Regions from separate parts of the Gossypium hirsutum genome. Here region 2 is linked to region 1. A link is a contact called in public Hi-C data. All regions are on one chromosome and are shown on one strand. Each heading gives the region's core, a stretch centred on a gene start, on an enhancer-like site or on the middle of the called end of the contact. The rest is flanking DNA. Distances are from core to core; before and after follow the strand shown. Region 1 holds the start of LOC107896191 (zinc transporter 3-like). Region 2 holds the start of LOC107924736 (3-hydroxyisobutyryl-CoA hydrolase-like protein 5).

What was found. A called contact is a pair of places that touch in the nucleus more often than the background predicts.
Region 2: a contact with region 1 is called in a Hi-C map of leaf, with 2.5 times the contacts expected there. The contact joins the promoter of LOC107924736 here to the promoter of LOC107896191 in region 1. A contact is called at or near these places in 3 of 34 Hi-C or Micro-C datasets (anther and leaf).

What each region holds. Positions count from the first base shown.
Region 1 is chrA11:20,341,647-20,344,281 of Gossypium_hirsutum_v2.1, forward strand. LOC107896191 (zinc transporter 3-like) reads right to left here and starts at 1,289. Exons shown (of 1, transcript XM_016821298.2): 1 at 717-1,289. The coding sequence starts at 1,264. The coding sequence ends at 830.
Region 2 is chrA11:20,511,788-20,514,422 of Gossypium_hirsutum_v2.1, forward strand. It overlaps LOC107924736 (3-hydroxyisobutyryl-CoA hydrolase-like protein 5), which reads left to right and starts at 1,330. Exons shown (of 16, transcript XM_041081317.1): 1 at 1,330-1,429; 2 at 1,791-1,863; 3 at 1,980-2,063; 4 at 2,156-2,224; 5 at 2,322-2,385. The coding sequence starts at 1,365.

The DNA of each region.
Region 1 (2,635 bases), core at 39-2,538:
TCATCAATGCTCTTAAAGGGCTCCAATTACATGTCTCAAAAAGCACTACCCTTCGTCATGATTTATTTTCTAGTCTGTAGTTGCATAAAATTGGATTGAAAATTAAGCAGTAGTCAAACTCTTCCAATATTAATTTTATATTCTCAATGATTTAAGAGAAATCGAATTTTGTGATATTTCACAATTCAAAGTAACTAACAGCTTTAGTGCAATCCAGAAATTGAGATGTCCTGTGCCAATGGTCTCAAATTATTGTTCATAAAATAATAGAAATTTTTTAAGAATATCTTTCAAAGAAAAAAAAATGAAAAGTGGACTGGAAATGAATGGTTTGACAATGACCTGTTTTCCCTTCCCGGACCAGAATGAATGTTTAATTCCGTCTGAAAACACACACAAAAGGGTTTGGCATTAGATTGGGGATTATCCTAAATGTTAAGACACAAAACATGGGCTTAGCAAATTAGCATCCACCCTCATACAACTTATCAAAGGTCAGTGCACTTTCACATGCTCCCAGATATCTCTCTTCTTTCTCAAGTTTATCACCCATGGAAATTCAATCCCGCATACACATACATGTAAACTAAACATATTTCTACTTTAAGCTTTAATATATCATTTAACATTCTTTTTTCTAATATCGTATTTGTATAAATTTTAAACTAACATGTTCGCTACATGACATGCAGTACTAGATTAAGGGTTATATATATATACAAGAATACCTTGGGGATTCTGCTATTTGGTTAGCGCATGAGAAGCTAATATTGCCAAAGTACAAAAATATTAAAATACTAAAAATAGAAAAATTTGTGATAAATAGAGCTTAATTCCTTGCTTTCATATAGTCTAATCCTTTAATTGGAACTTCGTTTTTCTTGGAAACTTTTTTTAAGCCCAAATAGCCGAGAGAGACTAAGACCAAGCCCAATGGAAGGGAAACACTGGCTCCAACTTGAAGTATTCCATTGTTTTGTAACTTTGGATTCATGAAATCAGCTGCTGGAAGATCCACCAACGCCATGTATATTAAGATCCCAGATGATGCCGCGTTCAATAATCCTTCCACAATCAGTGCAGTTGGGCTGTTCTCATCGTATGCATTTGTTATTGCTATTCCTACAGCAGTTCCTGCTGGTGTTGTCAGGAGTATGAACATGCAGATGATTTTCGGTTTGCTCTGTTTTCTCTTCATCACCCTCGTGGCTCTCTTGGGTTTTGTGACGGTGAGATTTGGTGTAATGAGATGTAGCAAACACATCAACCGTGCCAATGGCAGCCGTCACAGCCATCAGCAGGGATTTAAATTGTGGTTGCGGCTGCGTTTTTGGTCACGTTGCGTTTATCGCGGTTGCGAACATAACGGATGTTATTGCGGTCACTGTGGATATCGTGGTCGTGAATTTTTTTTAATATTCGCACGACTTATTATAAAACATAATAATTATAATTATAATTATAAAAAGTCACTTTTAATGGTTTTTAGGGTATTTTCTAACACTTATGAACTTTTGTTAATATGAGAATACAATTTTTACAATCTTTGATTATTCACATATTTATTTACAAATTTTCTAAGAATATTATATTAACTAATAACAAAGTAAAAAAATAGGACATATTAAAAACACTTATCATATTTAATAAGTTTAAAAGTTTTTATAGATAAAATAATTGAAAATTCATACATGAGAGAGGTCTTCAATATTTATTGACAGCTTTGAAGATGGTAAATATATCAAAACATCCAATGCTACAAAAGGAAAAAAGGAATAGATAAATTTATAGATTCTTATTAATTATTCCGATTTCCAACCATTTATTCTCACTCTCATTCTACTTTCATATATAGTTTAACATGCTTCAATTTTTAATTATCTTTTCATAAAATATACTCCGTTCATTTATCTAAAGATATATTTTAAATGTTTTAATATCATTAAAATTAAAAAAATTAACAAAAGTTTTCTTTAAAAAAAACATACCTTACAAATAGTGATAGTGGTACGATTTAGTTTTCACCAATTAGTGAAATGAGGAGGAAGATCAAATCCTTCACCTTTACTTTGAGAGTGTTCTTGACTTGATTCTCTTGGTCTTTCTCCAAAAATATATAATAAAAAAAGTAACATTTTCACCTTGGTTATCATATAATTGATATGGAGGATATATTTGAGGAGGAGGATACATGAGAGGTGGAGGTGGGTGATATATTAGTGGTGGAGGATGCATTTGAGGCTAATATGACACATCACAATTAGGAAATTGTGGATAATAACTATATGGTTGTGGATAACCATGTGAAGGTTGAAAATATAAAAGTTGTTCTGGCGGATAAAAATCTTGAGTGCTAGTAGATGAATCACTATACCCAAGGTTATTAGAACTCGATCCTCGACCAGATGAAGAACCTGCAGAAGTATGCTTATTGCCTTTTCCTTTTAATGGAGCTCTAGGTTCACTTCTATCTCTTCTAGGTTTAGGAAACATGTTTCCATCAAATTCTGATCTATCACGGAAATGTCCACTAGTGGTACCAACCCCATATTATCCTCCATATCGACTAGAAGACCTAATTTCACCTCTATCACCACTATGCCCATCATCGTCATCAATTGGACTTAAACCATTA
Region 2 (2,635 bases), core at 80-2,579, 170 kb after region 1:
CCGTTGGTCACGGGTTTGAGTTCCAATACCCGTTTAATTAATTTTTTTACTTTTTAAAAATAAAATTTATTTTAAGATATTCGGGTGTCGCCTGACACATTGGCGATACCAATAAATTTTTTTTTACATGTATAAAAATACTCAATTTTTTTGGTGTCAAATACTAGTGCTGTCAATTGCTTTCACCCAATTTTTTTTTAAATGTGATAATTGAAACAATGATTGGTGGCAGAGGAAAGGGGTGCCGTCGATTACTCAGACGGCATCGATGGTATACTGTTGAATTTGGCTAGATATGTAAATAGTGGGGGCTTATCCTACTTCAGTATATATTTATTATTTGGGTAAAAAACTCATTTTATAAATATTAGGGTTAATTGTACTATTAGTCACTAAATTATGAATGAACTTTTATTTTGGTTACATAATTTAAAAGTTACAAATTGGTCACTAAAATTTTTAAATTTTTTTTGTCACCCAATTATTAAGTGGCACTTTTTTAATTAGTATAATAACAATTTTTCTCCCTTTTTTTAATGCTTTCTATCGGCACTTATTATATTTAAAATGATAAAAAATAAAATTCTTTTTGAAAAAATTAGAAAATTCTAAAAATAAAAATAAAAATATATAAAAATTTTAAAAATAGATAAAGGGAGAGAAAGTAAGAGGAAATTATTTTTACAAGTTAAAAAATAATTTAAATGAATTGAAAATTTAAATTGTGTTTAGAAAAGAAACTTTTTGTGGTAAAATTTTTTAATTTTTGGCTAAAAATTGACATTAGAATCTATTTGACAAACCTCTATAACATCAATTTTGGATGTTCTTTAAGGACATGTAACTTAACTTAAAGATATTACTAATTTGATTTCAAGAAATACTGAGGAAGCATGTAAATGATCTCACATTTTTTGTTTTTTTTTTAATTTATTATTTGATTCTGATAATTTTTTTTATTTCTCATGCATATTAGTTATTCAACAACAATATTTTTGAGATTTTATTTTTCTAGAACTTTTATATAGCATATTCTATTTTTAAATAATTTTGAGTTTTTTTATAATCTTTATATAAAATTAAAATCAAATTGATAGAAAATATAAAAATTGATAACTAAATTTCCTATTATATTAATTTAAAAAATTGCTACATATAACAAAAATATAATTTTAAAAACTGTTATATTAAATTATAAATTTTTTTAGTTAAATGAGAAAAGGAGAATTTACTAAATTAATAGTATAATTTACACTAAATTTTATTACTTTAAAAGTATTATCATATATAAATTTTAAAAGATTCGTACTTGCATAGAAATAATTTTCGCTCCAATTTAATATTCCCATGGTGTAAATTATGGCATGAAAGGGGGGTTAGGCGCGCGTTTATCACCCACAAACACTCAACTACTGCGAAATCAGGGAAGGTAGGTAAGAACGAAGAATCACAGCTGAAGTGTTATGATTTATGAATGAGATGACACACAACTGTCCTTTGAATTTACCATTCTTGACATTACCAACCACCCTTTGCTCCTTTGCCTTTACCATTGCCATTACCAACTACTCTTTGCTCTCTCTCTCTCTCTCTCTCTCTCTCTCTCTCTCTATATATATATATATATATATATCATATTCTTCCATTCCTTCTTCACTAGTTTTTCTTTTGTATGTTCCTCTCTCTCCTTTCATTTATGAACTTAATTGCTCTAACTAAACAATATCTACAATTTCATCGTTTTCAAGCTTCAACTTCTCTCTTTTACTTATTTATTTGTTTCTGTGCAGTTTGTGGGTTTCGACTTTAACAATCAGTTTGGCGAATCAAATGGCAAAAGAAGTTGTTAATCCCGATGAACTGGTAATTATCTCCTTTTAATGATTCAATGTTACAAGTACTTCTTTGGTTTTTTTTTTTTTTGAAAACCTTAATTTAAGACTACTTCTTATGTTTTCCCCTATTTTACTCAATTTAAGGTTGTTGTTGGAGAGGAATTAGACCATGTAAGAATCATCACTTTGAACAGGCCTCGACATTTGAATGTCATCTCATCCAAAGTGGTATGTAATGTTTAAACTAACACTGCCTTGGCTTTCTTTTATGTTCTTCAAGTCAAATCTTCTGAAATCCTTGTTTCTTTTACTGCAATCAGGTCTCCCTGCTAGCTAAATACTTAGAACAATGGGAAAGAGATGAGCAAGCTCAGCTTATACTGATCAAGGTTGTTAAATTGGGTCATTTCAAATGGTTCCTTGTTCTGGATTTCTCTGTCAATTTTCATGATTTCTAAATTATATTGTTTGTAACTTTTTATTCAGGGAGCCGGGCGTGCATTTTCTGCTGGTGGAGATTTAAAAATGTTCTATGAGGGAAGGAAATCAAGTAAATGTTCTATCGGTCTTATCCTGATATTGGACTTTTGGTTCTATTCTATTATGTTTTGAACTATGTTGTTCGGATAGGGGTATGGGATATGATCTTCTAAATACTTGGAAAACCTTAAAAATAATGAAGTTCTCGTACCATAAGTTTTAAATTCTATTACTTCCTCCATAACACCTAATGACTGCTCATATATGTGCAATTGTGCACAACATTATGAATTTTAATTCGTAATGAATTATTCTTCTGA